Linked DNA regions of Sus scrofa: region 1 is linked to region 2. The links are chromatin contacts, called in public HiChIP or PLAC-seq maps. All regions are on one chromosome and are shown on one strand. Each heading gives the region's core, a stretch centred on a gene start, on an enhancer-like site or on the middle of the called end of the contact. The rest is flanking DNA. Distances are from core to core; before and after follow the strand shown. Region 1 overlaps NOL4L (nucleolar protein 4-like). Region 2 overlaps COMMD7 (COMM domain-containing protein 7).

Region 1 (6,067 bases), core at 2,711-5,210, 140 kb before region 2:
CAGATCCGAGTGGCGCCTGTGACCTACACCACAGCTCACGGCAACGCCGGATCCCCAACCCACTGAGCGAGGCCAGGGATCGAATCTGCAACCTCATGGTTCCTAGTCGGATTCATTAACCACTGAGCTATGACGGGAACTCACCTAACCAACAATCTTAATGTCCCACAGATGGTAAAAATTTGTAAAACCAAACAAAACACAGTAGGATCCATTAATGGGGGGGGGGTGTCACAGTGTGGGCCACACTGACTGCTACTGGTTCTGGTGGTGAGCTGGATCTAGCACCATTTTGTAAGAAAGAGCAAGTGGTGGGGCTGTACTCCTGGCTGTTTGGCTGTTCAAGCGCCTCTGTGCCTCACTCTTCACCGAGACGGAAGAGAATGGTGATAAGAACGTGTGAGAAGCCAGGTGCCTGGACGGTGTGAGTGTGGACGGTTACAGGAGAAGAAAGACCACCAATTGCCCTGCAGCGGTAGTCTGAGATCGCAGGCCAAAACTGCACCGTGGCTTTTAGATTTTGTAACTATTAACGAAAGCAACACCCTTATTCCTGGCGACCCCGCACAAAAACAACTTTGTGGCTGTGAGTGGTAAACCCAACACCATATTCCCCACCGACGATATTTTTGATGACAACATGAAATTTCTTAGGGATACAACCATCGTAGAATAGACAATCTCGGATGAAAAGACGCGAGGACGCAGACACACAAACGGCTCTACCACCCAGGGCAAGGCTCACTTCATTTGACCTTCAGAGGCCATGGGGACAGAAGGACACACCATGCCTCCTCCTTAGGGGAGGGCAGAACCCAAGGAAACCAGCTCATATCCTTAAACGGGTGCCACAGCCCCAGATGCTGCCTAAACATGTCCTGCTACATCTCCTTGGGGCTGAATTCAGAGCCATCATCCCCATCGGCGGCAGACACAAGCTCAGGTTGTCAAGGAGACCAGCTGGACCAGGAAGGCATGTACCCAGGGCTGGGAGTCAGACCTCCAACGGGGGAGAAAGAACCCATTTCCCTAGCTGGGCCTGGAAGATGTGGTAGATTCATACGCCACAACAGATGAGAAAGCTTGAAGCAGGAGGTGAGAAATTGTGACTTTGGTTTGGGGCAGTGGCAGAGGGAGGGGGTGGCACTTACCTAGTACCTGCCCCCCGCCCCCCATTTTGGCCGCCCAGTGGCAAATGGAGGTCGGGGGCCGAGGATCAGATCCGGCCGCAGTCGTGACCTAAGCCACGGCTGCAGCAGTGCTGAATCCTTCACCCACTGTTCCGTGTGGGTGGAACTGCGTCCCAATACTCCCAAGATGCCACTGACCCCTGTGAGCCACAGCAGGAGCTCCTCACCCAGTCCTTCTTTGAAGGACAGGCACCTTGCTTTGCAAAGGGCTGGAGAGTGGACCATGCGGGGAGGCAGGCAGGAGGGGTTTCTTTCCATAGCCTGTGTGTATGGGGCCTGACGGCTCTGGGCAACCCACAGCCGGGGAGTCTTGGCCACCCGGGGGGGCCCAGGGCCTTATTTCACCTAGGCCACCCTCCAAGGCCCATCCTCCGGGCCTGTCTGGGCCCCAAGAGTGACAGAGGCCACAGGCTGGCAGCCAGCCCCTGCCCCCCTCCGCCCCGGCCTCCCTGGGGAGAGGAGGCCAGTGACAAAGCGCAGAGCAGAGAAAGAACCACCCAAGAGCCAAGGTCAGCTGCTCTTACCCACCCCCCTCCCTCGCCCCTGCCCTTAAGGGAAGTTTGACTGAAGACCCAGCAGGGCGGTCTGCCCAGCAGACCCTCTAACTAGGAACACATTCCTTCCCACCCCTCTCAGCCTAGACTGCACGGCCCAGATAACCAGATAAGGGCCTCTTTGATTTCCAGTGTGTTTACACAGGCTGTGGCCCCAGTCTCGGAAAGGATCAACCCCATCAAGGCAAGTTAGGACGCCTCCAGGTGGGGCGCGCGGGGGGTGGGGGCGACGCCTTACCTGCTCCTGGGAATTCATCACGCGCAGCTTCATCTGCTTCAGGTACGTGGAGGTGAGGGGCATGTTGTAATCGATAATCCCGGAGACCAGAGGAGAGGGAGGCTCATTTTCTGGCAGAAAGAACAAAAGGAAGCTCCTTTCAGCCTGTGCTGTGGGCCACTGGCAGCCCGGCACCCGCATGAGGTGGGCGGAGCGGGAGCAGGCTGGTGGTGGCGGACTGGTGGCCCGCCCACCGTTTCTGGCCCGTGGATGTGGACTGCACGGCACCCAAAGTATTTTTCAATTAGGTGCTGGTGTTTCGGGAGAGAGTTTGCATTTCAGACATCAGGGGTTTCTGGCTTCTGTGAAAGATGGAGGGTCTGGCCGCACAGAGCCCTCATGCCCATGTGGTGAGCACCCAGCTTGGCTGGGTGGCGGCCACTCTTTGGAGACAGAGTGTGAGCTCTCTGTGTGGCCATCCCTTCCTATCTATGGCCCTGCACACCCTCTCTCGATTATGAGTGCTGTAACTGCCAGGGCCTCGTGGTCATTTAAGTTTCCAAGGCTGGTCTGAGCCAGCTCCCAGGCCCGCCACCACTCCACCTGGTCCCCCACCTCCATAGCATCACCCCCTGAAGCACATCAGGTACCACACGGCTCAGGGGTCTGGGCCAGGCCTCCAGTATCCCCCAAATTCTAGTTCCTCTTTAATCACGCGGAGAGGAGCACTGTTCCTCCCGTTTATTGCTTTCTCGTCCTGAAGATCAAAGTAACGCATGTTCTCTTTGCAGAGCATTTGCAGAATGTGGAAAGATGTAAGGAAAAATAATAATAATAAAAAAAACCCATAATTGCACCAAGCAGCTTGGCATATGCTTCTGTTTATTTTTTTCCCTGTGATGTCTCTTCTTTACATGCTTGGTATCATAATGTGTACAGAGAATGATATAATCCGCTTTAAAAAAACTTTTTTTTGCTTAACATTTTGTCACAGGCATTTCCCCCACCATCATTGTTTTGCTTTGCAAGTATAATTTTTATAGTCCTGTACTATTTTTCCATACTTTCCTTAAGTCAGTCCCTTATGACTGGCTATTTAGGTTGTTCCCCATTGGGGGGCTGTTATAAACACTGCGGGGAACATCTTTGTGCATGAATGTTGGCCTGTATTTCTGATCGTTTCCTCTTTAGACCAGATTCCAAGACGTGGAATTCATGGGTCAAAGGGTAGGAATATGCCATAACTCTTGAAATGTCTGGCCAGGCTGCCTTTGGCAAAGGATGCTGCGGGGGACACTGCCCAGCCATTGTGTTCTGCATCCTCGATGCCACCGTGGGGGTCGCATGGGAGAGACTGCACTGGCACTGGAAGAAGCTGAGAGGACAGGAAGCGTGATTCAAAGGGAACTCCCATCACTTCTCTCCCCAGCCCAGCTTCCCCTTCAGATGTCCCCTACGGTGACCAAGCTCAACACCCTGGAGCCACTGGCTGGGACACGTCACACTAACTGGGGCCTCATTTAGTCATTTAGTACTTGACCCGGCCCTAGCCTCTGTCCAGAAAATAGTCTTGGTTACCTATTCTCCGCCTCCTCCCCTGGCTTCCAAGGGCGCCAGGCCTTTGACCCAAGCCCCACCCAACCCACCCCACCAACCCCCCGGGCCTAGTTCTGCTCACGGGCTGGGGTTTGAGCAGTGCGAGGAGAAGTGGGAGCAACTACTCTCTGCCATCTGCACTGCACCCAGGGGATGCCCAGGGGAGCGGGTGATGGGGTGGGGGTTGAGAAAGGCAGGGATCTGCTGAAGCTGCTCCTCCAGAGCCGGAGCCCAGGCTAGACAGGCCCCTGCAACCTTGAAAACACTCTGCTGAGTGAAAGAAGCCAGACGCCAAAGAACAAATCCTGTGTGATTCCCCGTAGATGGAATATCTAGAACAGGCACATTCACAGAGACAGAAAGTAGAAGAGAGGTTACTAGGGGCGGGGGTGTGGGGATGGGAAGTTACTGCTTCATGGGTCCACAGTTTCTGTTTGGTGTGATGAAAAAGTTTTGGAAATTGATAGTGGTGGTGATTGTCCAGCAGGGTGAATATGACTAAAGCCACTGAGTTGTACACTTGAAGATGATTAAAATGGCAAGTTCTATGGTATGTTTTGCCACGATAAAGAAAAAAGGCCCCTGCCAACAGGGGGAAAAACTACCCAAAAGGGAATTCCTACTTGGTAAGGATACCGACAGTCCTACAGAAAACAGGGTCCATGAGTTTTGAGGTGGAATCCCTCTTGAATAACATTTCTTGTCAGGTTTCACGGAAATGCAGAACAGTTTGGCTTTTTACACCTATGCTGTCATATGCAGAATTTCTGTTCTTCCAGGAGGAGGTAAATATCACTAGGAGAATGTCTCAGAAACTGACTTGAAATGGGCCAAACCTTTTTCCTTTTCTTAAGGGCTTGCCTCTTGGTTCTGTGGCAAAGGAGTTCCCTGGCACCAGCGCACACTGGCTCCTCCGGCATAGACGCCCCGAGCTCTGGGGAAGCTAAATGCATTTTTGTGACCTTGAGTCCTCTTCTCCTTGCTGCCTGGATCAAACCTTCTGCAACCCAGGGGCAGGCGGGGACCTGCCCCCAGCCCCGATCGAGGGGGTTAGATGCACTCTGTGGGGCAGACGTTGTGGCCACATTCAGATGACATCACTCAGAAGAGCCACGGTTCCCGTTTTCGGATCTCGGGTCTTCAGATGTAAGATTCTGTCCTTTCCATTTCCTCAAAGACAAGGCTGTCTGGTGAAAAGCTGCTACGTGAGAAGGGCCCTCCACCCTAAGAGGCCTGATCAGAGCTTCAGTGAAGACTTCACTGGGTGCCATGGCGATTCTGTTGTCTGTGGAGGCTGGACCCTGTTCCTTTACTGATGGTCACCCATGTCCTGCCTGATATGCCACGACTACTTACGAAAAGGTAACTTCATTTATTTGTTTATTTATTTGCCCACGCCTGTGGCCTGTGGAAGTACCCGGGCCAGGGACTGAACCTGTGCCACAGCAGCGACAATGCCAAGTCCTTAATCCTCTGAACCTCCAGAGAACTCCTAAAAAGGTAACTTTTATTTAAGGAAAAATTTTTTTTTTTGTCTTCTTTTTTAGGGCGGCACTTGTGGCATATAGAAGTTCCCAGGCTAGGAGTCGAATCGGAGCTGTAGCTGCAATCCAAACCGTGTCTACAACCTACACCACAGCTCACAGCAATGCCGGATCCTTAACCCACTGAGTGGGGCCAGGGATTGAACCCACATCCTCATGGATACTAGTCGGGTTTGTTACCACTGAGCCATGACACTAATTCCCAAGGTAACTTTTAAAAAGCCAGGTACAAATTGATTTAGGGAAAAAAAACCCCACAATGGCTGGAATGTAATCTTGGGAGGCTAAAGAAGGGGGCCTCCTTGCCTGCTCCCTGCCCAGCATGTCCACAGATCAGAAACTGCTTCCAGTGCCCAGAGGTGAGCCAGGAGAGCTCAAGGAGAGGAGGCAGGATGCCCTTGTTTGGGGAAGCAGGGACATCCCGGGCACACACACGAATCCATCAGAGATCGGTGTGTAGCGAAATGCTTGCGTCTGCAGTTCCAGAAGTGAGAGAGTCAGGGAGGCAGGACCTTGGCCGGCGGGAGACATTCCAGGTGCGGGGAATGTGCCAGGGAGCTGGCTGTGGGAGGTCAGAACTCGGCCACAGCACAGCCAGGAGACAGGCAGGCAGTGTTTTTGGCAGTGGGGAGCCACCAGCTTCTGGGGGTGATAAGTGCCACTCACGAAGAGACTCAGCTTAGTAGGAAAGAGCTACAGAGCAGGGCCAGTGGGGCTCTGTGGAGCCAGGTGCTGATGGGGGATGGGGAATGAGCTAGGATGGACACACGAATGAGGAAGAAGTGGCTTCCTTGGACTCTGTTGGACAGGCCAGGCCCCTGCTGTGGTCAACAAATACAGGGGCCACTCCTGAGCCACTATAAGTAACCTGAGACCACTGGTGAGTTAGGAGCTGGTAGGGGTCACAGAGCTGAAATAACCCAGCAGGTTGCTGATGAGAGAGGCGAGGAACTACCCAAAGAAATG
Region 2 (6,067 bases), core at 122-2,621:
ATTTGTATACGGGACCACATATCCTAGTTTTTCAAATATAAAACATCACTATAGTAACATTATGAGAGTCTGGTTCACAGGATTTCACAAACCAGGAACTCTCTCTCTCTCTTTTTTTTTTATAGCCACGCCTGAGGCATATGGAAGTTTTAGGGCCAGGGGTCCAATCTGAGCTGCAGCTGAGGCCTACACCATAGCCACAGCCACAGCCACTTCTGCAACTTATGCCACAGCTTGCAGCAACGCCAGATCCTTAACCCACTGAGTGAGGCCAAGGAATGAACCCACATCCTCAAGGACACTATGTCAGGTACTTACACAGCCCAGGAACACTTCTAAGGAAACTATAGGGAACCTGCAAGGCACTGTAAATTTGTTATTCTGCCAAGGAAGCCCTTAGAACCAAACAACAAATGGTGCTGGATATCCATATGCAAAAGGATGAAATTGAACCCTTATCTTCTACCATACACAAAAGTCAACTCAACATGGATTGGAGACTTAAATTCAAGACCTGAAGTTATAAGACTCTTAGAAGATAACAGAGGGGGAAAAGTGTCATGAACATTGGTCTTGGAAATGAGTTCTTGAATATGACATCAAAAGCACAGGCAACAAAAGCAAAAATAGACAAGTGGGTCTACATCAAACTCAAAAGCCTCTGCACAGCAAAAGAAACAATCGACAAAAAGGCAACCTACAGGATGGGAAGAAATGTTTGCAAACTGTACATACGATAAGAAGTTATTATATAAGGAACTCCCACATCTCCATAGCAAAAACCCAAATAACTGAATTAAAAAATGGGCAGAGGAGTTGAACAGACTTTTCTCCAAAGAGGACACACAGATGGCCGACAAGCACATGAAAAGGCGCTCAGCATCCCTAAGCATCAGGTAAATGCAAATCAAAACCACAAGGAGGCATCAACAAGACAATGTTAACAAGTGTTCAGTGTTGGAGGATACGAAAAAGAGAACCCTTGTGCACTGCGGGTGGGAATGCAGAATGGTGCAGCTGTTAGGGAAAACGGTATGGAGGTTCCTCAAAATAAATTAAATATAGCATTACCGTATGATCTAGCAATCCCACTTCTGGGTATATAGCCAAAAGAACTGAAGTTAGGATCTCAAAAATATATTTGCATTCCCATGTTGACTGCAGCACTGTCAACCTACACATCCACTGGTGGATGAATGAGAGAGAAAACGTGGTCCATACAGATGATGAAATGTTATTCAGCCATGAAAAAGAAGGAAGTCCTGTCCTATGCTAACAATGCGGACGAAAACTTGAGGCCGTTATGCTACGTGACATGAGCTGGTCACAGAAGGACAAGCACTGCCTGAGTCCACGTCCGTGAGGTATGTAGAGCAGATGAGGTATCCAGAGCAGACGCATCGAAACAGAAAGTAGAAGAGTGGCTGCCAGGGGCTGGGGTGGAGGTGCGGGGGAGGAAGTGGGGAGTTGCTAGTCAGTGTGGGTAGAGTTTCAGTTAGGCCAGGGGAGTAAGTTGGAGGGACCTGCTGGGCAGCACTGGGCATCCAGGTAATGATACTGTACCACACACGTACCATTAAGAGAGCAGAACTCATGTTCTCTTTAGCCACAATAAAATGCAAACAACAGACTGTCTTCCAGAAAGGACAGGAAAACACCAAAAACCAGGAAGGCCATCATCTCAGAATAAAGAACAGTCCTTCAAATTAAAGAGCTTTAGTTTTGTGGGGGAAATGGACCACAACGTGTGTGTGGGTGTGTGTGTGTGTGTGTGTGTGTGTGTGCGCGCGCGCGCCTTGCTTCCCCCCAGCCCCGCCCCATTTCTCGACACACCAGACCTTGTGCTTGGAAGTCCAGGGAAGGAAGCCATGGACTCTTCCTCCTCTGACCACTGCCCTGCCCTCCCCCTCTTCCTTCCAGCCTGCAGCACTTAGCACATATGGTTCTAGAAATGTGCTCCTCTCACTCCACCAGGCTGGCTCTAGATCTTCCCTCCGGGCTCTGAGCTCCAGACCGCAGGGGTGTCCCACCCACCCCTCTCTGTCCCCGCATCTAACTGGTACTGGCAGGGGGTAGGGGACTGGCACACGCTGTTGGGAAGGGAATTGGGAAGGGAAGAACGGACACCCACAGGAATGAGGGCTGAGCAGTGTCCGCAAAAGAAGCTGCCCAGCCCCCTAACCCCTCTGGCAGGAGGCCTGGTTGGTCCCATCTCACAGTGGGGGGGCTGGGGGGGAGGAAGTGGGGAGGGAGGTGGGGAGAAGCCCTGGAAAGTTTCCTTCCCACGGAGCCTGGGCTGGGACAGATGGCAGGAAGAGGCTGAGCCGGCCCTCAGAACCACAGACCAGCTGGGAGTTAGGAGGCCCCGGCCCCTCCTGGGCCAGCCCCTCCTGGGCAGGGCAGCTGCCTCTGCCGCTCCCCTCCACACTGGCCCAAGGTGTCCCGGCCCCTGCCTCCAACCACAGGGACAGCAGAGGGCGGAAGTGGCCAGCTCTTCAGACCCGGCTGCTGGAGTTGGGCTCAACGGCCACAGGCTCCCCACATGGCAGGCCCAGAGGCCCAGGTGGGGGCTCCAAGGGACATGTGACACCAGGGAGATTCAGATGGCAGCTTCCGAAGCACACACTGGTCTTTTGGCTTGATCTTTCACTCAGTCACCCCCATGCCTGTCACCCAAGCCCTCAGAATAAAGACAGAGGCTGTGTCCAGGCGAGTGCGGGCTCCCCTCGCCCTACCCCACCCTTCTCCGTGCCTCCTGCCCTGACCTTTCAGTTCTGTTCGCAAGCACGCATTTAGTCGTGAGAGGCTTCAAGTGGGCAGGGACAGACCTGCTTTTGCTCCTGCGGCCTCCCCTACGTGGTGCAGAGAGCCTGGCCCTGGCGGCTACGCAGAGCTGTTTGTCAGTGGACTGGATGAAGAAGCTGGGGAGGAGGGTGGGGTCGTGGGCAGCGAAGGGTGTGGCGATCAGCCAGGCTTGGGAAGACCCACCAGCTGTGCGACCTCATCAAGCCTTTGGCGGCTCAGCCCCAGGTGGGTCTCACCACACCCACCTCTGAGCGCAAAGCAGGAGCCATGCTATTCAAAGAAGATTGGTTTCCTTCCTTTCTTTTCTTTTTTTTCCTAAGTCCAGCCCCTTCATTTTATGGACAGAACACTGCAGGGGAAGTGACCCACCCAGTCTCATCTCGGTGTTTATGTTTCTCTGAACCAAAAAGGGAGTGCAAATTATTTTGGAAAGAGACTTAGAAGTCACCTGCCTACATGTAAACTGCTAACACCCACCAGCCCAGCCTTTGTGCTTCCGGGAGCTTGTCCTACAGAGTATTTATTGCATTTGGATATATTAGTCTGGTACTCAGAAAAAAGTATAATCTGTTGGGGGTTTTCTGTTTGTTTTGGGGGTTTTTTTTAGGGCCGCACCCATGGCACATGGAAGTTCCCAGGCTAGGGGTCAAATTGAAGCTGCAGCTGCCAGGCTATACCACAGCCACAGCAACACCAGAACTGAGCCGTGTCTGTGATCTACACCACAGCTCAAGGCAACACGGATCCTTAGCCCACCGAGCAGGGCCAGGGATCAAACCCGTATCCTCATGGATAGGAGTTGGGTTCGTTACTGCTGAGCCACAACGGGAGCTCCTGCTGTTTTAATGAGAAAAAAGCAAGTGAGAGAACCTTCAGTATTTTTTAGAACTAACCACCAGGGGGCACCTTTGTGTCAAGGGCTCTGTCAGATTAGCCCGAGTGCCTGGATTCAAAGAACAGAAACAACTGATAGTACCCAGCCTGCCTCAAAGGACTGGCCAGTTTTACTTCATCTCACCCTCGGAGCTTTTGTCTTGGACACTATCTACGTGTTTTACATCCTCTCTCTGCTCCTTCTCACCATACCGCATATATATATATAATATATTAAAAAGGCAATTCTAACATATCCTTACATTGTTCTGCTGGGCTTATTTTCATCTCTCCAAGCACCTCAGTCAGAGTTCAATTCCTTAGAACTTGGAACTTGACTTGTGCAACATCCTTCGTGGGCTTGATGACACACGGGTGCTATAAATCTCATTCCTGTGAATGGGGGAAACCGAGGCACACAGCCCAGGCTGCAGACAGACAGCAGCCGAGAGGAGAGAGCCTGGGCCCAGGGTAACCTAAGCAAGCCAGAGAACTAGGCCCTGACCTCAGGCTTCGGGTTCGCTCAGCCCTCTAACCCCCCCTGCTGCCTTCCCTCTCCGCATTTTCGCCACTTTCATGGCTCTAAACCATTCCTGCCATTTATCCTCCTCCTCTTCATTTGCCCTGCAGGTCTGGGGGCCCCTTGGTGGGCCATGTGCCCCCCTTTCCCCACTCCAACTCCAAAGAGTCCAGGCAAGGACTCCCCGTCTGGTCTGAAGGGCTCAGATAAAGGCAGGCACCCTTCCCACGCCCCCATCCTCTGCTAGAGACCCCTTCCCATGCCCCACCGCGTGGCCCGGATGCTGAGCTCAGAGGAGGACAGAGGCTTGTCTAAGGCCAACTGGCACTGGGGTCCACCCTCACCCTGGGAATCAGTCTGGTGCCCACCCCAGTGACAGGAAGTAGGGATGCCTCCTCAGAGGGGCTACTCCTTCTGAGTTTCCAGGTGTCCGATGGGACTTCCTCCTGCCCTTCCCTGTAGCACCGTCTCTCCCCAGCCAGGCTGCCTGATGCCAGGACACTCCTGACAGGCACCCACCCTGAGTGGCACAGGGAGGGCCTCTCTCTGGGCCTCGTTCCTTGTCTGGAGGATCCCTGGGCCCCTCTCAGTTCAGTTTCTCTATATCCAGTGCAATTTTTCATTAAGCTAGTCTTTCAAGGACAAAAAGGAATTAAAGAGAATCTCTTTCCTGTCCTCCAGGCTCTTTACAATGACAGTTCATCAGGAACAGGGCTCTGAGCTGAAAAAAAACTCCATTTTGGAAGAGGTGAGGCCTGGAGGGGAAGCAGGGAGAGAGAAAAGAGCCGGTGACAGTGACGGCTCAGCGCTGGTCTGTCCCCCTCCTCTCCTCACCCCTCACAGGGTGACAGGAAGGCTTTTTAACAACACAATTGTGGTCATGTTGTTGCTGCTTGCTGCCTCTTTTAAAATCCTTCCAGTCTTTCCCACCCTGCAGGAGCAGCACTTGGCGCAGTGAGCAAGGGCCCATGGGATATGGCACCTTCATTCATTCATTCAGCAAACATCGACTCGGTGCGAAGCTCTGGGCTGGGGAGAGAAAGACAATACCAGGGGCAGGACATATATACACTGCTGCCCCTGAAGCAAGAGTCATAAGGAACAAGGGGGGATGGGAGGAGGAGAGGCTGGGTGGTCCTGGGAGGAGATGACACAAGCTGAGGCTTGGCTAATGAGGAGGAGCTGGCCTAGGAGGCCACAGGAAGCCAGAGCTCCAGAGGGAGTGCTGGGGAGGCTGGCAAGACAGGACACAGCAGGAGAAGCAGGGGCTGGGTTGTGCAGCACGGCCTGACAGAGGGAGAAACGGAGGCACAGAAGCAGGTGACTCTTGCACCACAGCCCTGCAGCTAGTTGGCTGCTCCCTTCCTAACTGTCCCCACTCCAGACATCCAACCCTCTGTTTGAATGGTTCTGAATCACCCCACGTGGGTCCTGTGTTCACCCTGGGGTTTCCCAGGGCGGGGCTGCCTCAGCCACCCCCCGAGGTCCAGTGTCTGGTGTATAAGAGATGCTGTTGAATTGGCTCTGGGCATCTCCAGGATGCCACCCCACGCTCAGAGAACCAGCAGGGACTCGAGCCTGTGGGCCATACTGACAGTGTCCCAGGCCACGTACAGACCAGCAGGCGGTGGTGCAGCAGCTGCGTCTGTACCCACCGCCTGTCTCACTGCTCACTGCTGATGAGAGCTGTCACCCAAATGGGGGGGCTTGGTGGTACTGAGCACTGTGTGCCCCCAAAGAGCTAGGGACCCAGCTCCTTACATGGGCTTCACCTCTGATCTGTGTCTCTGTCAGCCCAGTATGGTTCACACCTCAAGGGCAGCAGCCCATAGAGCGGTCATGAGGCCGCCTTCGGTGATTTCGAGGAGG

The links. HiChIP or PLAC-seq counts read pairs in DNA pulled down with a chosen protein or histone mark.
Region 1: an H3K27ac HiChIP or PLAC-seq map of alveolar macrophages shows a contact between it and region 2. The contact joins two enhancer-like sites. A contact is called at or near these places in 2 of 47 Hi-C or Micro-C datasets (blood and mesenteric adipose tissue) and 2 of 2 datasets of contacts at active chromatin or transcription factors (alveolar macrophages and skeletal muscle).

The regions. Positions count from the first base shown.
Region 1 is chr17:36,133,156-36,139,222 of Sscrofa11.1, forward strand. NOL4L (nucleolar protein 4-like) reads right to left here. Exons shown (of 11, transcript XM_021077429.1): 4 at 1,983-2,092. Among named protein-coding and RNA genes, the nearest start is that of NOL4L, 65 kb to the right of the region's middle. Within about 2 kb of position 3,961, at least 4 of the 83 cell types and tissues checked have an H3K27ac peak or open chromatin away from gene starts, as enhancers often do. A contact at or near this core is called in alveolar macrophages, where this site is marked.
Region 2 is chr17:36,278,735-36,284,801 of Sscrofa11.1, forward strand. The region is part of intron 6 of COMMD7 (COMM domain-containing protein 7); the gene reads right to left. Among named protein-coding and RNA genes, the nearest start is that of COMMD7, 44 kb to the right of the region's middle. Within about 2 kb of position 1,372, at least 38 of the 83 cell types and tissues checked have an H3K27ac peak or open chromatin away from gene starts, as enhancers often do. A contact at or near this core is called in alveolar macrophages, where this site is marked.